Regions from separate parts of the Mus musculus genome. Here all the other regions are linked to region 1. Evidence: chromatin contacts called from public promoter capture Hi-C data. All regions are on one chromosome and are shown on one strand. Each heading gives the region's core, a stretch centred on a gene start, on an enhancer-like site or on the middle of the called end of the contact. The rest is flanking DNA. Distances are from core to core; before and after follow the strand shown.

Region 1 (2,700 bases), core at 90-2,589:
TTTCAAGAAGAAGCTGGCATCGACAACTGTGACTTGCTCCACTGGTATATTGACTCCACTCCTTATTAGAATGAACTGGCATATCACATATAGAGCACAAATGGGGATAACCCTTCAGTAAGAGTCCGTGTAACTGTTTAATATTGCTACTTAGAAGAGTGCCCCTATTTTTCTCAATTTTACCTGTGTTTCTCTCCATAGTACCTCCATGGTATTCCCTATAAGTGCCAAGCTCTGATCCAGGAGCACGGTATAGTTCTAGTCAATCTTAGCACAACATCTGAGAAGCACATGAGGCACTCATCCACAAAGAGAGAAAACTGCTGTGTTGCTGAGATTGAGAAAGGTGTAAGGATGGTTCTTTTTTTTTTTATGTGACCTCGCATAACTATCATAAATTTTACAGTGAGTATAAGGGAATAGGACGTGGGTGGTCGAAGCTCCTTGTTGATTCAATGAAGAACTCATTCCTAGATTCATTAAACTAGCAAGGTTTGCAGTATGATGGTTCACCCTTCCAAGAGATGCTAGCATACTTAAAGACTGGGTAGCAGCAGTAAGAAGGCCTATTCCTGTTGCAGGCAGGTTACACCCATGACCCTGTAAATCCCCACTGAAAAATGACTGCTGAAATGACTTGGACATTGTAGAACTATGTCTTTTCTATTTTATAGATTAAAAAAAAATGTTTTAAAACAGGGCCAAAAAGAAAGCACAAGCTAGAAAGCAAGGTTAATTGCTACAAAAATGGTAATGGCAAGAAGAAAGATCAATAAGGACCATAGAATCTATTCAAGCTGAGAGCCAGCAGTTAGGGGAAGAGAGAGGGAAAGAAGGGACTGTGACCTTTAAAGCACCAGAGTATCCATGTGTCTTGTTAAAACAAGTGTGACTTAATAGGGAAACTGTCCATGCAGATCCTAAGATAATTGTAGGAACCAGGGACTCGGGAAGCAGGCTCAGTAAACTGAGTCTTCAAAGCACAGGAGTCTTGAAGCTGAGGTTACACTCAGAGCTTCTGCACTTGCCTGATTCTCCTGTGACATCTTGACTATGACCTTCTCACAGAAGCACTCTGGCTTCTCCTGTTACAGCTTTCTGGCCAGGTGAGGAGACAGGGTTCCTGGTATCCCAGACAAGTTCCAGAATTCATGCTGTGCCTTTCCAGGAGGCCAGAGAGAGAACAGAAGCAGCAGAGGGGACTTTCCCCTACCTCCTGGCCATTGGCTCCTATCACTTGTGACTAATTACTGTTCCTGCAATGAGAACTTTCACCCGTCACACAATGGCCCCACCTACACCCTTTTGGTTTAAATAGCTGCCTGTGCAAGGTTCACTCCTTATGCTTCCTGTTTGTGAAACTTGGTCATCTTAGCAGCACAGACTTAGGACTGAGAGCTGATCATGACACGGAACCAACTACATAACTGGCTGAATGCTGGGTTCTTCGGGCTGCTGCTTCTTCTTATCCATGTGCAGGGTGAGGCTAACTAACCTGTCAATGGGGAATGATTGGAGTCAGAGCTAAGCTTGTGGGAGAGAAGGAATAGGAGGGTCACTTATGTAAACCATAGATCAGCCATTTTCAACCTGTAGGTCATGACCATTGAAGAACCCATATATCCGACAGCATCAGAAACACTCAACCATAAAACCATTTCTATTGCTTCTTCCTTACTGTAATGTTGCTCTTGAGTGGCTTCTCAGTTCCTAAGATCATCAGGAATATGTGATTTCCAATGGTCATGGCCCAAAGGTTGAAGAATGGCATAATAGACAAAAGATGAGAAACATGTTCCCCGACAAAAGCACACATATTTTGTGGACCCACTAGCACTCAGAGGGTCAGAGACATCTCAGATCACCTCATACTGAGGAGAAAATTCAGTGTAAGGCCAGAAGGAGATAATTCTAGGGAAAGTAAAAAGACACTTTTCCCTACTTGGTGTATGATAATGACAATAACTACTACTGACCTTTGGATGAAAATAACAATTATCATAAACTCATGTGGCCAAATGGCTCTAAAAGTGTGATAACTTCTTTAGCTAGAGAAATGTTCTGACACACTTCAAAAATGGTAATAAAAAGGCCCCTAGCCTGAGGGATAAGGAACCTCCCACACTAACACAACACGGGTGAACTGGGGATAGGGTGGCTGGGTTCCCTTCTCCTGAACCCTGGTAACAATGAGATGGAAATTTCACAATCTGCTGGCAGCTGATTACAGAAAACTAACCCAGAGGCATCTCTCCACCAGGTCAGGACTCACCAGAGGCCAACCCCATCAGAAACACACATACAGGACAGATCCAAGGCAGCCTTATCCACGTGAAGGACACTAAAGCTGGTGTCCACACCTTCCTGGGAATCCCCTTTGCCAAACCTCCTGTAGGACCACTGCGATTTGCACCTCCTGAGGCCCCTGAACCATGGAGTGGTGTGAGAGATGGAACTGCACATCCGGCCATGTAAGTTTTGGACCCAGAGGGTTTCAGGCACTGGGGGAGAATGTACTCTGAGCTCTGTGCTATGCTGAAGTGTTTCCTCCACCTCAGTGACACAGCAGTTTTCTCTCTTTGTGGATGAGTGCCCCATGGGTTTTTCTGATGATGTGCTAATGTTGATTAGAACAACTGGGCCAGGCTCCTAGGTCAGAGCTTGGCACTCATAGGGAATAACATGGATATACTATGGAGA
Region 2 (2,739 bases), core at 73-2,572, 160 kb after region 1:
CCTATCCTTCGTGCCTTACCTCCAATGGCCTTTTCCCTTGTATGATTCAATACCACTCTCAAAAGTCACCAGGACCCTCCAGGCAAGAGGTATGCTCAGCCTCCCAAATGGCTCCCCTTTTAAATGGTCCTTAGCTTGAGCCCACATCAGAAAGCATCATTAACAAGTCTTAGAAGAGCACACATGTGGAAGCTGCCCTCTTCTATCTCATCTGCTCCTGGTCCTTCCACAGGAAATATCAAGGTCCCTGGGACACACACACAGAGCTCTGGAGTTTATCTAAGAATGAATGAAGTCTCTGGCCCTTACTTACAACCAAAATAATTACAGATTCCCTCTATTTCTGTCATCACAATTTAACTCTGCCTAACACAGAGATCACCTCACAGTACGAGTTAGAGATCCCTAATACCACTCAGTAGAAGGCTTCACTTCAAAAATAATCAGTTAATTTGACAAGTCTAACGTTGTGGATGTTATAGCATATTCTTATCTATTGCTGTACCAAGCACAGCCAGCATGAGGCGTCAGTGGCTGGCAAATGGAGTTAAACCTCATGGGTAGAGATCTCTTTCCACATGAAACCCTGTGTGGACAGCATGTGACAGGGAAGGGGTGGGTGTGCCTTTTCACATGGAAATCTCAGCAGGTTGGATCGCGGTGCCAGGGGAAGTGGTTTTGTTTAGGCCGCAGTTGAGAGTTTGAAAATCCATGATCAGGTGGCTCACTCCAGTGAGGCTCTGTGGAGGTCTCCTAACTATGTCACAACACGCTGATGGCATTTCACAGTAGGAACATGTAGGAGAGAGCACTCACGGTGAAAGAAACAATCTGCCTTGGGAATGGCCATTGTTACTTCTGTCTGAGAGTTCTGTCTCTCACTCTCACTGCAAGACCTAACCTGCTTCAAAACTCCAGCAGTAATTCCTGTATGAAGAGACCCATGAATCAGGCTCCTTCCACTAGACACTATTTCTTAAAGGCTCCACTACCTTAACAGCAGCACCCTAGGGTAAGCATCCAGGATATGAACCTCTGAGGGACAAAATAGACCCACATCACAGCATATTATCCCAATCCCCAGATTCATGTCCTTCTCACAGTACAAAATATGCTCAGGCCATGCTTTTGGTCCCTTAACTCCTTTGGACATGATCCCAAAGTCCTAAGTCCCATCCGAAATTCAAGGAAAATCCCTTCTAGCTGGGAGTCTTCAAAAAACAACTTTGATAGTTGATAGTTGAAAAAGTGAATGTTGAAACAGGCACAGAGTAAACAGTCTGTGTGCCGGTTGGTTTTTGCCAGCCTGACACAATCCTAAAGATATCTGGGGAAAGGGAATCTAAACTGAGAAATGAATTCCAGCAGATTGGCCTGTAGGCAAGCCTGTGGGAGCATTTTCTTGATTAATGATTAATGTGGGAGAGTCCAGCTCATTATGAAAACTGCCTCCCCTTATTATATGTAAGAAAGCAGGCTAAGCAAAGCATGGAGAATAGACCAGTGGATGGGTTTCCTTCAGGGCCGCTGTTCTCAACCTTCCTAATGCGGGGACCCTTTGATATGATCCTCATGTTGAAAGATACCTAACCATAAAATGATCTGTTGCTGCTTCATAATTGTAATTTTGCTACTGTTATGATTGCAATGTTCATAATCTGATATGCAAGATATTCACAGGTTGAGAACCAGTGCTCCCAGGTCTCTGCTTCAGTTCCTGCCTTGAGTTCCTGCCCTGCCTTCCCTTCAGGACTGTAAGCTGTAAGATGAAATAAACCCCTTCCTCTTCCAAGTTGCCTTCAGTCATGATGGGCTTATTCTGTCTTGTTCTCTTTTGTTTTTGTTTTTGTTTTTTATAGCGATAGAAAGCTGACTCTAACACTTCCATTGCAAAAGAATGAACAGAAAAATAGAAAAGAGTGTCAGGGCCCAAGAAAACTCAAAAAAAAAAAAAAAACAAGCAGGAGAGATAGTCTCTCAAAACTGCAAGTCCAGCATGCTGTACTCATGGGAACAGGCACTGGACCCCAGAGACTCAAGTGTCCCCATCCATGTGACACTGCTTGCTATACTAGTTACTTTTTTTTATTCCTGTCACATGACCAAAGCAACTTATACAAGGAAGGGTTTATTTGGGCTTATAGTTTCAGAAAAATACAAGTCCAGAATGGCAAAGCTACCATGGCAGTCAGATGCAGATTTGGCGACAGATGGAGTGTAGAGCTCACATCTCACACTCTAAGAGACTGAAATTGAAAATAGTGCATAGTTTTTGAGACCTCAAAAGCAAGCCTAGTGACTTCCTCCAGCGAAACCACGCCTTCCAAACGAACTGAAACAGCGCCACCAACTGGGGATCAAATATTCAAACATCTGGGCATAAGGAGAGCATTCGTATTCGAACCGCCACCCTGGTGCTCTCTCACAGTGTGTGCCATGGCCTCCTGGCTTTCAGAGGCTGCTGCTGCTGCCAATTGCCTGATTTTGTATAGTTCCGGAATCTCAAAAGCCATGGTCCCACCCTCACAGCTAGCAAGGCATTCTGGGGGGAAACCTTGACATTGCCGCTGGGGTGGAGCCTCCCGGGGTTTTCGTAGACATCCCAGTGGAACCTACTATGAACTAATAGACCTGGAATTCTGTGTCCAGGTAAACACACAGAGATCTGCTGCTACTTGATCCCGTTTGGGCCAGTGTCAAGAGCCATCCCGAGGCTGGCTCAACCATGGCTAGCATGCA
Region 3 (2,700 bases), core at 99-2,598, 210 kb before region 1:
CTAAGCTGTAGTATGGCCATTTTATTCACTTAGTCCCCTGGTCCTAATCTTGCCCCCACAGATGACTGTGGCAAAGGGGAAGCCTCACCTAGTTTGGGGCCCAGCAGTCCACACTAACCTGCATGCTCGGAGGCGTGGGTCCCGGGTGTAATGTGTACATCCATCTGCAGGAAAGACAATGTGGGCCCGAGCATTTACCCGCCTGTCCTTTTCTTTTGGACACTACCTCCCAACCATCTGAACTCCCAGTCACCCCTCTTGATTCTGGCTCTTCCAAGCCACCCCAAACCCACCTGCAGTCAGTCAATCCACTTTTACCCTAGGACCTAGTCAGCGACTATTGACTTTAAAAGCCTTCCAGTGCCTCGATCGATCACGCCCATTCACAGCTCCCAGCTGCCCTTTCCACCACACTCCTATTTTCTGGAGTTTTTTCCCCCCAATATTCTTGTCACATCAACTTGGGGGTTCAACTCTGCGAGTTCGGATCCTTCCGATCTCCGCCCGATGTCCCCTCGCCCGCCCCAGTAGTTTGTTTCACCCTCGGGGGCTTGACTCCAACTGACCTTGAACCGCTGGGGAAGGGATCGCAGCAGCTTGACTTTGATGGAGAGGCCAATAAGCGTGGCCATGCTGCAGTGTGGGATGGTGGGTGTGAAGGCCACTGCTACTGTGCTCTCTGGGTCGCTAACCTGCGATGACAAGGGAGATCAGATCGCAGTGATCGCACGGCGGCCCCTAGCCCAAAGACACTCTTTAGTTTATCGATTTGGGCAAGTCACCCAACTTTTTATCGGCTCCATAAACATTAACACACCTCCCACAGATCCTCTTGGGGGCTTGTGAACGGAGAACACCAGCCTCTGAGGTACAACGGTACCTTTTTGATTACTCGAGTAAACTACTCACCTGAATCCGAACTTGCTCTACTACGTTCAATTCCTCCAGTGTCAGTGGATGCTCCGGGTCATTAATGGAGCGGATAAGATGTGCCAAGTGAAGGAAAAGGGACTCTAAGTTTTGGCCCACTCAAAATCTCCGCAGGCAACGCCTAACCGGGACACCCCTCCACCAGCGGGCTGCGCATCACTTCTTGCCGACACCCCAAGCCCCCACCGTCCCGCCAGCGCCCTGCAGCGACGGATATCGAAGATCTCCCGGGCGTCGATGCTGTCCGGCACTTCCTCATCTTCCTCGCCCGCCGTCACTGGCCGCTCCCCGGAACGCTCATAGATGAGGGGGTTAGCGTTCTCTAAGAGCCCGCCGCCGCTACCGCCGCCGCCCACCATCCCGGAACCGCGGTTCCCACAATCCCCCGGTGGTGTGTACTTCCGCTCCTTCCGCGCACTTCCTGGGAACGAGGAGAGGGCGTGGTGTGGCTACGGGGTCGTGCAAGGGACACGCCACACTCCAGGGATTCGGCGAGTAGTTTGCTAGAAGCGGTGTATTTGTCGTGCGGGCTACTCCGAAAGCGGGAAAAATGTTGGTAGCTCTCGCCGGGGCGTCCCTTCGGTTCTTAGCCGTGGGATCCTGTTGGGAGCTGGATCGCAGGAAGCCAACACCGTCTGACAAGGGCACTAAAGGCTCCTTGTGATTGGGCCTTGGGACGCTCCAGCTCGCTGTCACGCTATCGTAGAACCGTAGATCTAATGACACGCTGGTTTCCTCTAGTAGGAATCGGCAGCACTAGTTACATGCTTGTTAAGTAGATACGCGATCCTAAACTCTCACCTCAGAGCATCCTAATGTAGACCGTGGTGACCTCTAGGCCACTTGAATCTGATCTGCCCTGAGAAGGCAGCACTTAATTTATCCTATAACCCCTCCCTACCAGACTGTCTCCTTTGCTGTCAGCCAGGCTATGGAGGCCACGAATGCCTTAGCAGGCAGAAATATCATTCTTGGCATGGGTGATGTCATGTCCAGCTTGTCTAAAGAATGGGAAATTGCACATATAATTCCCACAGTCTTTTTCGTAACTCAGGAGAGGCAGGGTTGGTGGAAGACAGACTTGTGCCATTGGGACCAGCACACGTGGCCCATGGCTGACTGCTCGCAGGACTGAATGATGGCAGCAGGTCCAGAGGTCCCTCAGTGAGCCTGGATGGATAAGCTGGGGTCTTGTAGTGGGTAAAAACAGTGTTTGAAAACAAAGAGTACTTTGACAAGGCTGACCTAAAGGTCACAAGGAGGTAGCAACACCCACAGTGCGGCGCCCGCTGATAGAACAGACTCAACTTTGATGCCATCTGTACATTTCCAGTCCCATCATGACCAGTCACATGGGGAAATCTCTTTCATTTGAGTGGTATTGATGTGGGTGTCCACGCCTTCCTGCTAGTTCCCTTCGCCAAGCTGCCTCTAGGGATGCTGTGGTTTATACCCCTGGGCCACCTAAACTGTGTAAAGGATGGGACCTCTGATCCAGCAATGTAAGTTCTCCTGGGGCCAAGGGGACTTAAGGGACCTCTGAGCTCTGGGTCAGGCTGCAGCAGTTTTTCCATCTCAACCCCACTGGGATTTCCAGCACTGTCGGGAAGATTCTCACATTCATTAAAATTTTAACTACATTTGAGAAGAGGGCACATGCCACAATGTGTTAAGTGGAGGTCAGAGGACAAGTTTCAGGAGGGGTTCTCTCTTCTAGTGTATGGTTTCCAGGGATAGAACGCAGGTCATCTTCAGTCATTGCAGTAAATG
Region 4 (2,721 bases), core at 4-2,503, 260 kb before region 1:
GGATTTAGCAAACGCCTTTAATCCCAGAATTTGGGAGGCAGAAGTAGGTGGATCTTTGTACATTGGAGACCAGCCGGTTCTACATAGCTAGTTCTAGACCAGCTAGGGCTACCTAGTGAGATGCTACCTCAAAAACACAAATAAAACAAAACACTCCCAAGCAACCACCTCCTTGAGAGGCCTGAGGCCCAGTAAGGGGACACATCACAGAAATACAGCAGGAACACTTTTACCTCAGACGTGACTTTGGGTAAACCAGCTTGCCTTTCTTTCCAGAGACAGCACTCTCAGACCTTTCTGCTATCTCTTATCTCTCTTTGACTTCAAGAAAGGACTCTACTGACTCACACATTATAAGGTGAAGACCAGACTCAGCTATTGTTAGGACCAGAAGGCAAGGAGGGAAAGCTCTGGACCTCTCTGGTTCTGGCTCTCCCAAGCTACCAACAAGTAAAGGTGCGGCTAACATCACTTGTCGCTAAGAGGCCAATGTAATTGAGAATTCAAAATGGTGGTTAGTAAGGAGCCAATGAACTCTTTAGATCAGAAATGTGAGTATTAGAAGGTTCCTTCTAGCTGTTTGTAAAGGAAGGAAAATCGGTTGGGACTAAGTGTAATTTGGAAGTAGGGGGCCTTAAAGGCTTTGGAGTCTGGCATTGGCAAATGGATGGGTGGGAAGGGACTTAGGAGGTGGGAATGACAGGATTAAAGTGTGTGACAGTAAGGGAAGCATCAAATTGACCCTGGTGTTTGGACTTGGGTCTTCTGGGGCCGGCGAAGCCATTGCTGGTTTAGGAAGAAAAGCAGGTTTGACTGGAAGATAAGGTCAGGGCAAGTAGAACCTAGAGTGTCCATAAAGCCTTCAAGATAGGTGTCCAAAGATAATAAAGATGTGGCACTTTGGAGAGAGGCTTGGAGGGAACGGAACAAAACCCGGGAGGAATCTATGTGAGAATGAACTGTAAAGAACTGGAGAGGTCTCTTGGTTCTGGCTTTGCAGGGTGTGGTGATAAGGGAAGCTTGGGGAAGAGCCCCACGTGACGACCTACTGGCGCAGCGGCTGCACAAAAGCCACGGGTAACCCCAGGGGGTAGAGTGCAGGGTGGCCCCTCCCGGCCCCGCCCCTCTGCCTTCCTTTTGCCCTCCTCATCCATTGGGTAATCTCAATGTCCGTCAAGGGCCCGCCTCCAAGGATAAGCCAATCAGGAATGGCGGGAGGGATATTTCTTTTGGTGCTGGTTCCTCGACTGGGGGCCTCTCCAGGGAAGTAAAACCCAGTCGCAGCAACCGCGGAACTGTGCTCAGGACCAGAGTGAGCCGAGAGGATCCGCCGAGTGCCAGCGGCGCCAGCTGGGGAGGAGAGGACGAGGATACGAGGTAAGGAAGGGGACGATTCGGGGTGCGGACGCCTTCCCTAGCCTAGTTTACGGGTACCTCAGGTGATGGGGCGGAGAGGGGGATGAGGTGAGAGGGCGGGACGAGCTGGCCCCTGGTCATGGTCACCCCACTCGCGCGCACGCGCCACGTGGGCCCGCGCACTGGTGGAGGAGACGACTGCTTAGCCGGTTCTCTGCACCAGCTTCCTTAGTACTGGAGCACCGGTGAGCTGGACGTCGCAACTGGATTCTTACACCTTGGAAAGCCAAGGCTCAGCCACTAAACGGGGGCTGGGATTTCTTAGAGCCTTGCGGTCCAGCCAAGAAATCAAGAGACTTGGTTTCTTTAGGGGTGCTAAATTCTTTCTGTCCCATTGGAGGCGAATGGTTTTCATTGCGCACAGCTGCCTGTCCTTTCTGCAGGGTCAAGGGGCGTCTGAGGCCATCTGCCCCTGTCCGACCTCATCTGTCCCAAGTTCAGCGGGATGGGTATTGGCTTTGGGAAATCGGTTTGACAGTGCGTTTATACCCTTTGACCTACTGGTTTTGGAAATAAGTAAGGGAAAGGTGACTGCAAATGCCATGTAATTTGGTACCAGGTTAGTGGAAACAAGCTCCAAGTCACCAGTAGTTGTGAATGTTTATGCCAAAAACCATAAATAGTACTATCACTGAAAACATTGCCTTTAATAGGAAATCATGTTCACAGTAGTTGGCCCAATGATATAAAAATCTGTACAGAATGTATCCCAAGGACAAAAATAGTGGCTCCCTCCTTTTGTTGATTTTTGAGACAGTTTCTCTGTGTACCTGGTCTCAAATTCTGCCTGCCTTTTCCTTCTAAGTGCTGGGATTAAAGGCGTGCACCCACACTCCCAGTTTCAACCCCCCCCCCCCATTCCCATGGGCTTACTTTGTCAAGCAAAGTAACAGTCTGCAATGTAGATCAGGCTGGCTTTGAACTCACAGATCAGCTTGCCTCTTCACCTTTGCTTCCGGAATTCTGGAATTAAAGGCGTGATAGCACTGTGACGGCTCAGAAGTGTCGTATTTTATTAAGTCTTTACAGAACGTTGTGAAATCTTGACATGGTGCACACACTTTTAATCTCATGAGGTATTGAGAACGTCAGAGCAGGCAGATCTCTGATTTTGAGGACAGCTTGACCTACACAGTGAATTTCATGCTGGCCAGGGTGACAAAGTAAGACCTTGTCTCAAAACAAAACAACAATGACCAATACAAATTACACAGGAATTCTGTGAGACCAGCAACTGATGGCTAATTCTAGCTACCCTGGAATCTGAGGCAGGAGGATCTAAAGTTCAAGGCTAAGTGTGAAAGA

Evidence for each region. Promoter capture Hi-C pulls out the DNA fragments that hold promoters and counts their contacts.
Region 2: a contact with region 1 is called in a promoter capture Hi-C map of liver. The contact joins the enhancer-like site here to the promoter of Ces2c in region 1. A contact is called at or near these places in 13 of 39 promoter capture datasets (the 3T3-L1 cell line, the C10 cell line, cranial neural crest and 7 more), 1 of 484 Hi-C or Micro-C datasets (nephron progenitors), 1 of 115 datasets of contacts at active chromatin or transcription factors (embryonic stem cells) and 2 of 9 other capture datasets (adipose tissue and liver).
Region 3: a promoter capture Hi-C map of liver shows a contact between it and region 1. The contact joins the promoter of 1700082M22Rik here to the promoter of Ces2c in region 1. A contact is called at or near these places in 5 of 39 promoter capture datasets (the SN4741 cell line, cranial neural crest, embryonic stem cells and 1 more) and 2 of 115 datasets of contacts at active chromatin or transcription factors (bone marrow-derived macrophages and intestinal villus epithelium).
Region 4: a promoter capture Hi-C map of liver shows a contact between it and region 1, with 2.8 times the contacts expected there. The contact joins the promoter of Pdp2 here to the promoter of Ces2c in region 1. A contact is called at or near these places in 2 of 39 promoter capture datasets (both in liver).

The regions. Positions count from the first base shown.
Region 1 is chr8:104,845,729-104,848,428 of GRCm38.p6, forward strand. Ces2c (carboxylesterase 2C) reads left to right here and starts at 1,340. Exons shown (of 12, transcript NM_145603.2): 1 at 1,340-1,480; 2 at 2,261-2,471. The coding sequence starts at 1,405. It also overlaps the pseudogene Gm33715 and the pseudogene Matr3-ps2.
Region 2 is chr8:105,008,934-105,011,672 of GRCm38.p6, forward strand. The region is part of intron 1 of Ces2h (carboxylesterase 2H); the gene reads left to right. Among named protein-coding and RNA genes, the nearest start is that of Ces2h, 9.5 kb to the left of the region's middle. Within about 2 kb of position 1,323, at least 9 of the 459 cell types and tissues checked have an H3K27ac peak or open chromatin away from gene starts, as enhancers often do. A contact at or near this core is called in liver, where this site is marked.
Region 3 is chr8:104,640,402-104,643,101 of GRCm38.p6, forward strand. 1700082M22Rik (a long non-coding RNA gene) reads left to right here and starts at 1,349. Exons shown (of 3, transcript XR_003947594.1): 1 at 1,349-1,482. It overlaps Ciao2b (cytosolic iron-sulfur assembly component 2B), which reads right to left and starts at 1,327. Exons shown (of 5, transcript NM_026753.2): 1 at 1,148-1,327; 2 at 910-989; 3 at 567-692; 4 at 119-164. The coding sequence starts at 1,289.
Region 4 is chr8:104,590,219-104,592,939 of GRCm38.p6, forward strand. Pdp2 (pyruvate dehyrogenase phosphatase catalytic subunit 2) reads left to right here and starts at 1,254. Exons shown (of 2, transcript NM_001024606.2): 1 at 1,254-1,377.